Regions from separate parts of the Zea mays genome. Here region 2 is linked to region 1. Evidence: chromatin contacts called from public Hi-C data. All regions are on one chromosome and are shown on one strand. Each heading gives the region's core, a stretch centred on a gene start, on an enhancer-like site or on the middle of the called end of the contact. The rest is flanking DNA. Distances are from core to core; before and after follow the strand shown.

The links. A called contact is a pair of places that touch in the nucleus more often than the background predicts.
Region 2: a Hi-C map of leaf shows a contact between it and region 1, with 5 times the contacts expected there. The contact joins the promoter of LOC100280640 here to the enhancer-like site in region 1. A contact is called at or near these places in 2 of 25 Hi-C or Micro-C datasets (leaf and tassel).

What each region holds. Positions count from the first base shown.
Region 1 is chr2:138,437,407-138,442,624 of Zm-B73-REFERENCE-NAM-5.0, reverse strand. No RefSeq gene overlaps it. Among protein-coding and RNA genes, the nearest start is that of LOC103647008, 78 kb to the right of the region's middle. Within about 2 kb of position 1,729, at least 17 of the 20 cell types and tissues checked have an H3K27ac peak or open chromatin away from gene starts, as enhancers often do. A contact at or near this core is called in leaf and tassel, where this site is marked.
Region 2 is chr2:138,781,378-138,786,332 of Zm-B73-REFERENCE-NAM-5.0, reverse strand. LOC100280640 (nucleotide binding protein) reads left to right here and starts at 2,239. Exons shown (of 11, transcript NM_001153558.1): 1 at 2,239-2,662; 2 at 3,122-3,433; 3 at 3,526-3,634; 4 at 3,720-3,843. The coding sequence starts at 2,504. It overlaps LOC103647011 (a long non-coding RNA gene), which reads right to left. Exons shown (of 3, transcript XR_004856338.1): 2 at 4,355-4,467; 3 at 4,065-4,226.

The DNA of each region.
Region 1 (5,218 bases), core at 480-2,979:
ATAGCGGAAGTCTTAACAAAATAAATGATAATAATAAAGCGAACTAAGTATTATTCCTTGGCGCCACAAAGCTGACTCGAAGGCGCCACCTAGATCAACTCGTACTCCTCATTGTACGGCTCCTCCTAGATCACATGTTCTTCTCCTGTGGGGGGTTATATCTCGCAAGGGTGATCTCACAAAAGATCATAGCTCAACAAGTTGTGGGGAATAACGTGCATGAACTTACCAAAGGTGGGAGTTCATGTGAAGAGTAAGGCTGACCAATAAATAAGGGTTAAAGTTGAGCATTGCTTTTAATAAGTTGGTCAAATTTTATTAGTAGTTACTAAATGTAAGTAGAACCAAACCAGAGTAATAGTAGATCAGAATTAATAATAAATCCCAATGCGATGCAAATGATAAATTGAATTTAATTCCATAAATTAATCATGCAAGAGTATTGAGCGGCTCATTACCGCGAGCATGGCTAGTATACCAGTTTTACACTCTGCAGAGGTCGTACCCAGTACCCACAAGTCGTGTATCCCATCTAGCCAGTGTTAGCTAGACCCTTAGACACTTCCGAGGTGAATAGCTAGGGATCCACTACAAGGCTTTTACAAAGTTCCACTAGCTTCAGAAAACCCGCTACAGTTTCTAGGAAGAGCAATGCAGGAATCCCCCGTCTGACCGCCATCGGAGCAAAATCAACCCCGGAACCTCCCTACACGCCTACTCCCCTACTGCCCTTGCCCCTTTTGGGAAAGGTAGTCCTCCACTAGCTTTCCTAGTTAGTCAGCCAAGGGCGTCCCATTCCACCCTTGTGGTGGCACGTGTTTCTCAAGTTAAGATCGATGTTCCAATTAACATAGTTGTCTTATCATGAATAGAAATAGAACAGTAATAAAGAGTGATCATGTGTAATAGTTGTCTCAACACTCAAAACCATATATAGCAATAGCAAGGACTACCAAAAAATTCAGGGTTAAACAAGGTATAAAGATAACCAGACTAGGGTGGCCTATTGGGTCCCATCAAAATTAAGCCTATTCATGATAAAATGATTATAGAGAACATTATTGGGTAAATAAAGTGGTCAAGGGCACAACATGCCTTCAATGAGCTCCTGCTCAGCAACTTCTACCTGCTGAACACCTGGATCCTCGGCCACTGGCTCGTCTACTCGTCATAATGCAAACAAACATGGTACGAGGGATAAAATAACATCACACCAAACATGAATACAGAATACATAATAATAATCTATGTGTTGTAACGAGATCATAGGAAAAAGAATCACTACATTCAGAGTTACGGATTTCGAGTTTTGAATTTCCGAAGGTTTTATGTGTTTGGTACAAGATTAATTAAGTGATCAAACTTAATATGGGTTTCATGCTAAAACAATGTTATTAAGTGATAAACAATATTAATACAAAATTATAGGAACTGGAATGGATTAAAAAGGAGCTAAAATGAATTTTCTAGGAATTAAACAAGTTTTTGCAATTAGTTGTGTACTAAAAATCATTTTCTAAACCAATTTCTCTGTTTTATTAAATGTATGGATTGCGCTTACTATATTCAGGAAGTGTAGGGGCCTCTGCGTAAAACATCATAAGACTGAGAACTCCTTGTGCTAGACTGCGGGTTAATTAGCCAATTTCTCAGGGTCTCTTTTACAAGTTCGCCCACACCGAAGGGGTACTGGCGCACTAGAGTCGCCCGATCAGATCTTCATGGGTGAGATTAGATCACATAACTGAGTCGACCGGTGCGTGATACGGATCCTTGGATCCAAATTGTACAGCCCACAATACGCCGACGCGATGATTGAATCTCCACCCCGAGATCACCCACCAGTGGCTAGGATCACAAGCATCGAAGGGTTATCTTCGTTCTAATCGTAGCCACATGCTTTCAGATCGACGGTCGGATGCCGCGCTACCCATGCCCAACCTCAAGCACGACCGCGCCACCGTGTTCATGGCGATGACCACACTAGCGTTCCTCGATTCGATACCCACCGACGCCTGCACCCGCGGCCGGTGGCTAAAAACACAGCCTGACGCAAGGCGAAACAGACGAGACCCCCGATTTAATGTTTGAGTGATGGCACTACCCTGCCCACGGCGTGGCTCGGTGCCACAGAGTCAATTGGCTCTGACGAGCAATTCAAAACCCGCAGATGTATAATTCCCTCTCCCGCGGCTCACCATACGTCAAGGACTGGTCAACGAAGACGACAGAAGTGGCCATACCTGCGGTGGTGCGGTACTGGAGCCAATCCCCCTCGCGCGGGACAAAGCCGAGGTAACGCCGAGCTCCGGTTCTCGGTTCCGACCACGCCCAGCCACGACACCAACTTGCGCGACACACACTCGAGGTGCTATGGCTTCCCAAACCCGGTCTTTGACCAAGACGCGACGCAGTGAACTTCTTCCCCACGTCTGCACTTCACCGGCTTCCGTGAGAGACTCCGGGAGGGCGACTAGGTAACGGGGGGTGTCCGGCCACAGTTATAACCTAGGGGAAAGAGGGAGAAGCACTCGAAAACGTCCCACGGGTCCAGTAGTCATGAGGATCGAGCGAGCGCAGTCCCAACCACACGATTCCGCTGCGGTCGACGTCAAACTCGGAGTCCGTTGCGCGAGCGGCGAGATGACAATAGGGGCCACCAGTCGGCGAGCGGTCATGTGGGTCCGGGGAGTCAGCCGGCCAGCGATTCACGCGACACAGGCTGACCGAGTGGTCCCGCCATCCAGTGCGTGAGAAAGGCCGCACGGATCCGCGATTAGTTGGGCCTGCGGTGCCGAAGGCGGCCCACACAGCTGTTTTCCCTTTAATTACCTTTTTCTTTTAAAATTCTTGATTTAGACTTCTTCTTAAATTCAAATGTCTATTGTTTGAATTCAAACTTGTTGAACTTCATTTCTAAATTGAGTGTATAATTTCAAATTCCACTATGCATAGTTCTTTTGTGGCAGCCCTCCCAAGTTATCGGGCCCACATGCACCAATCCTTGCCTTGATGGCCTCAGATGGCTATGCATGTGTACTAGGTAACTTAACAAGGCTATCACGAGTTCAACAACTTGAACTCATCACCCCAAGGATCTCCCACCATACATGCATATTACAGTAACCACATTCGATACACACACACTTCGGAGATAAGAGCGGAAGACTTCACAAAACATTCTTTTCATTTCTAAAACTGAAGGTTATTACATAGGAAGAGTTACATTTATTACAAGTCCTAATATGCTTAAAGTGCATAACTTATTACAAAAGCAGGGAGGTAGAAACCCTCCAAAGCTTATACATAAACCTAGCTAGTCCTCCAGAATTGGAAACGCCCTCCAACCACAGGAACACTTAGAGTACTCCTCATCACCTACAACAACATGGGTTCAAAAACCCTGAGTACGGAGTGTACTTTCACAAATCTTACCCGTCTAAGGAAAAAGACTCTCAAGGATATGCTGGTTAAATAGGAATCAAGGAAAGGCTTGAGCAAGAATCAACTTAGATACTTTTGCAGAAATAGCTTACTAAAGTGAGTCCTTACTTTCAATATTTTAACGCCAGATTAAATATTAATAGACTCTAGTTGCATCTAGTCTAATTTCACCATCTCATCAATACAACATTATTTTTATTCATAATGTTTACATCCTGACCTAGGTTGCAGGTCAGAGATCAAGTCTCCACTGTCCGGGGATATAACGGCGATCTGAATCGATTTACTCAGCTGAGGATCTCTAACCACACGACATATGTTTCTCGTAACTCTTGCATATGTCTACCATTCCCACGGATCCTTCACTACATGAACTGGTCCGTGCCACCCGAGAGCACACCACCCCTTTTAGGCGGTCCTTTGCCAGGAGGGTACGTGCCACTCTCGCCATCTCTCCACTCCCAGTGTGGGATTGTCTTTTCATGTATGGAATAGCCGTGTTCAAGCTTACCCTGTCCCATATCCAGGGCATGTGGGCAATTAAGATAGTACTTGATCATATAGGCCTACATACGCATCCAATCCTTAATTAACCTGGGTGGAGCATCACCTGTTCCTAGCCCAAGTCTCGATTTAAGTACTTCCATCCTTAGGATGAAAAGAGCATTATAGGGAACTTTGCAGTAAGATCCCACCATGCTCCCAATGAAAATATTCTTGTAGGTAGAAGCCATCCTTCCTCAGGATAACCCCTGAGCTAGGCATTATTGCAAAAGACAACCTCTATCCACAAGATCTAAGCAGGGCTAAGCATTTTTGTAAATAATATTTGATACTTCCAAAGAAGTATCTATAACAGGAATGGATATCAAGGTAGTCAATGCATCAAATAGTTTCCAAGCAATTCCTATAAACTTAATGCACATTTCACTAGACTTAAGTGTATAAAAGTATTTTTAAAAATACAAGGAAGGGGTAAATGCACCGGGGCTTGCCTTTGTTGGAGTGAAGAGGTTCTAGATCTCTCTACCCAACCATCAATTAGATAGCTCCATCCTCTTGATGAGAAGACACTGGAGTAGACTCCTCTTTAGCAACCACTTCATCTTGAATCTTCACTCTTTATTTTGGGAGCTCTACATGAAATGACATGAACATAAATGCTTATGCTGTTTGCAAATAAAATACTATAAAACATCACAAGACTATATTTTCTCTCAATGCCACATGAGGGCTCGACATACCCCCCTACTAGGAGTTGTTCCTCTATAATAACTCTTTATCTTTGTTTCAATGGCTACCAGCTAACCCCAAACAGTTCTCAAGTTGAACACCAACTTGAGGTGAAAACACAAAAACTCAAATTTAGGTAACTGAAAAAGAATTGAACCGAATTCAATTTCAGATACTGAAACTTTACATAGTCGACACCACAACCAATATTCAGTCTTCGTTTCCCCTCACTTCCATTCACATACACAAGTGAGAGCAGCAGGGGTGATCTTCGTTAGTTTTCAAATGAAAGCCTGAACTCAATTACCTTAGGCCTACTGCCCCATCTACACACCTCCCTGTTAAAGCCCCTGGTATCTCACAATTTGATATGGTACAGACCAAAACTTCTTAGCCAAAGTTATACTCCGACTTTAGCTTTACCAACTTTGTATAACAACCCATGATTAAAAACATTCAGAGCAAATTCTATTGTACCCCAAAGTTACCCCCACACTGAACTGCTATTTCAGCTAACTGAATAAAATTCAGTCAGAGTCAC
Region 2 (4,955 bases), core at 990-3,489, 340 kb before region 1:
GTTCATCTATTTATAAGCAAGGAACACAGCCCAAGCAAAAGTACATTTATGACCCTAGTATGCATACATTATCCTAATACAAATATCAGGGATTAACATGTCTTTTTCTCTTTGGTTTAATATCACTTTTGACCTTCGTAACCACCTTGAGCCGAAGTTGTAATCGTTCGACGCTTTGCTCGTGCTTGTTGCAGCTTCAACATGCATGGTTGTTGCACCTTCGGCACTCAGTCCCATTGATTATATACGATTTCTTCGTCCTGAGGACCTTCGGCAGAGAAGGAGACCCCAACACCTGTGTCGACATGTGGCTCACTAGGACGCCCGCCTACCCTGTATGTCGTGCCACCATCGCCATCCCGAGATGAGCTATGATTGACGTCGCGAACTTGCCCATACGTGGGCATGCATGTTTGATATATCGTTCAACGTTCGACAAAAAAATATTCTTTGTTTTGCTCGTGTAGTCATGACATAGTTGTAGTTGTAAAGAGGAATGCAGGTGGGCGCCTGGGCGGTGACCCATTAAACTTTGCCATAACAAAGATTTAGGATCTATTTGGTTGGGCTGTGGCTGTGAAAAAAGTTGCTGTGGACGGTGAGCTGTGAAAAAAGCTGCTGTAGGTTGTAAGCTGTTAAAAAGCTAAAAATCGTTTGGTGGAAACCACTAAAAATCGTAAAAAATTCTTCGATATATGTTTTCACAGTTTATCCGAAAAGCCACTAAAAGCAGGTCCAGAGGTGCTTTCAGATTTGCACTACGAGAAAGTCGGCTTTTAGAAAAAACTGCTTCCTGGATCCATCTCTTTGGTTGGCTTTTGGCTTTTAGGGGGGCAAAAGTCAAAGCCAAAAGTCAAACCAAACACACCCTTACTCAGGCTGTTTGCTTCATATTAAAGCTAATTGTTCAAACTGTTGCAGCTTCAATCTATATAGATAAAAACAATATAGAAGCAGTAGAAGCCAGTAGGAAATAAAGCCAAGCGAACATGCTGACTATTTTGAATTCTAATTCCAATTTTTTTGGATTGTAATGTGTTTGGATAGGTGTGTTGTAACTTTTAGTCTAGAGATCAACATTATGACAAAGGGCTTTTCACTATGGTTTGTCATTGTCACCAATCAAATATGACCGTACAAACATTATACTAGTACGAGTAACTTGAGAGTGCTGATGACATATTTATCAATTGCGGAGCCTTTTATCATGTTCTTTCGAAAGTCAACTTTATATTTAGGGGGTGTTTGGTTTCTATGGACTAATTTTTAGTCCCTCAATTTTATTCCATTTTAGTCCCTAATTTACTAAATATAGAAACTAAAACTCTATTTTAGGGCTCGTTTGGCAAAGCTCCAGCTCCAGCTTCTTTAGCTCCAGATCCTGATCCTCGTGAGGAGTTGATCCTCCTGCTTCTCCTAGAGAATCAGAATCATTTTTAAAACCGTTTGGCAAGTAAACTGATTCTTGTCTTCTGAAAGTTGGTGGTCCGTGGCGATTGTCTGTTTTATCCTTTGCAGTTTAACTTTGTTACAAACCAATAAGTAGGATGCATATACGGAAAAAAAATATGAAACAATAACATATAAAATATTCTCATCATAGTAGTGCATAAAATGGTCTCAAATGTTTAATCCATAAATTGGCTCGTTATGTTTTTGTCCAATGGCAATTACGGGTAATTTCGATCAAAATTTAAGGGGAGGTCCATATTTGGTTGGTTGAGGAGCTATTTTAAGGGAGGGTGGAGCAGGTTTTTTTAGATCCCACCTTTCTTCACAAAAACGACTCCCGATCTTTCGGCTCCACACGAGAATCAGTTAAAAAAAATACCTGTTTGGCACGACTCCTCTAGATCCTCGCTTAGAATCAGGAGCTGGAGCTGTGCCAAACGGGCCCTTAGTTTCCCTATTTAACAATTTATGAACTAAAATGGAATAAAGTGAAGGGACTAATGTTTAGTCCCTATAAACCAAACACCCACTTATACTAAAAAAATCAACTTTTAGAACTGATTTGGTGACCGATGAATTGAAAAGATATATAGAAAAAATTCAGTTGCTCTGGTCACCAAATTAGTCATCATGCATTATTTTTTTACTTGTTTTTCATTTTTTATATTTTCTCTCGACCTAGCCGAAAGAGTTTCTTCATATTACCGAAAGGGTCTTCTTCCGTTTCATATAGTCACGATGTCATATTACTCATATAGAATTTTTCTATGGACACACGAAGAGTCCGCAAAAAATAATCAACTCGTTTTTTTTCTTTCTCCGCTCCTCCGAGTGACCGAGTCCAAGGCTTCGTTCTGCTCTCCGGCTCTCCCGCATCCACCCCGTCTCATCCCCAATCCGACCACCTCATCCCTCGCCTCCATGGCCCTACCCCTCGCGTCACCGGCGGGGGCATGAGCCGGTGACTGCTCACGCGGCCTCGTCTGTCTGCGCACGCGCGCGGGGTCGGCGAGTGAGCATTGCGGCGGTCCGCGATCGCCCGTGGGGGAGCATGGCGTCGGCGGCGGGGTCGGCCGGCGGGGCCGGCGCGGGGTCTGGCGGGCTGAAGACCTACTTCAAGACCCCCGAGGGGCGGCACAAGCTGCAGTATGAGAAGACGCACTCCCCCGCCGTCGTGCACTACAGCCACAGCGGCAAGACCGTCTCCCAGGTAGCAAGGGCGCCGTCGTTCGGATTAGGGTAGCGAGGCAGTTTGATGTGCTTTATGGGGTTATTGATGGGTCGGTCTGTGCTGGATGGATGGGGAATTGGGTTGGGATGTGTGTTGACTTGGCTTGATCAGGTGTGGTATCTGGATGAGTCATCGTAGATGCGATGCGGCAGATATTCGGAAGTTTCTAGGCGCTTCATGGATTGGATCAGGCGCAGCATAGATTGGTGTAATGTTTAATGTTTGGATAGTCCCTGCATATATTTCGTGTTACCGTTCTAGGAAAAAATACAAATACAAATGACACACATTTTTCTGTTCGCAAATTCTAACACTCTAATAGAATAGATCAAATATCTGCTTAACTGTTCTGAGGGCTTTGTGCTTTCTGATTCTGTTGCGTTGTGTAGATTACAAATCCTTTATGCAGTTATCGATTGTTTGTTGTGATGGTGCCAGATGACAGTGGCATATTTGAAGGAGAAGCCAGCAGGCCAGGGTTCCACGCCTTCAACACCAAGTGCTGGTAGTGGGATGCGGTCTGCAGCTGCAAGACTTCTCGGCACTGGGAATGGGAGCCGGGCACTTAGCTTCGGGAGCAATGGTACCAGCAGGGCTGTCTCAGGAAGCAGCCGCATGGGTGGAGGAATTGGTGTGTCGACTAGTGCAAGTGGATCGCAAGGCATGGCAAACTATGATGGAAAGGGCGCGTACATCATATTTAATACTGCAGATACACTCTTCATCAGTGATCTCAACTCACATGACAAAGTATTTCCTTATCTCTTATTGCATGCATGCATGTTAAGTTGCTTGCAACTTTGGTATCCTGTGGTTCTCTGTTCACATGCTAATTGCATCAGGATCCAATAAAGTCCATCCACTTCAGTAGCTCAAACCCGCTTTGCCATGCATTTGACCCAGAGGCCAAGGATGGGCACGATCTGCTTGTTGGGGTGTTCTCAGGAGATGGTATGTCAAATGCTTCATAATTAGGAAAGCTTTATGCTTATATTAGTTAAAGAATCGTGCATAAGTTCTTTTATTTGTTCTACAGTCTATTCAATGTCACTGAGGCAGCAGCTGCAAGATCCTGGAAAGAAGCCCGTTTCATATCAGCATTTTGTTAATAGAGACAAAGATAAAGACAAAGATCCAAGTCAAGGTGGCGCTGCCAGCAGGCATGTTTTCATTTTTACTGTTTAATTTAACACGCTGTTTGGGTATGATAAAAAACTGTTGCCGCAGCTGCTGCAACAGTACTTTTGTGAGAGAGCGGGAAGCTGCTGGAGCCCGCAGCACGGCAGCAGCAACAGCTGCCTTTTACCACAGCCGAACATGTGCTAAAAGTGTTTGTCAATTTCCCCCTTAATAAGCTTGGCAAATTTGTCTTGCCGTTACCTTACCAGTATTAAATATTTATTTCTTGATATGGTAGTGGTCCTACGAGTTACACAAGCCGACATGCAGTACACTGCGATCTGTTAGAATTTGCTGAGACTATCTCCAACAGCTTATCCATCCTCATCTTCATATTCAAACTCTACTCAGCGAATAGTGCAGTCTACAGTGCAAAACAATGTAAAACAGTGTTTTGGATAATCATATGAAAAAGCTGCTGGACACGGTCTGAGATACTGACAAAAGTAACGATAACCCATATGCATGGAAGATACTAAGTTCTTGACTTACAACTTGTAGTGCATGCATCAGCGAAGACGAACATAGTGTGTTAGATGTGAAGTGACAGCTTCATTGTATTTTGGCTGTCCCACTCCAATCTTGCTGAGTTGCAGCTCTTGTATCTGAAACAAGGATTAAATGAGTAAGAAGTGGCAGCGCAGCAACCAAGCAATGATGCAAAATCAGGTAATTAAACCGTATGACCAAGCCGCCAAGTAAAGAAGGATTAAACCATATGACCAAGCAGCCAACAGCCAAGTAAATTGGTCTAAAACTCCATATTACATAATCGAACCATATCAATGTCTAGAACAACAACAAATTAGAGTTTAAATGCATCTAAATGACAAAGAGAATATTATATTAATAAATTTTAGATTTGAAGCATCTACTAAACAAGTACATCATCATCCAATGGAAGCCTTCTTTTCCATCTCCAGCTGCTGCTACAGTAGATGGCCCAGCTGCAACAGGTGCTTCTTTCTCCATCTCATCATAATCAAAGTCTCCTCCATGTGCTGCTGGTTCATCTTCCTCCATCTCCTCATTGTCCTCTTCAACAATAACTAGAGCTGCAACTATAGTATTCCTTGCATGCTTCTAGTGTATG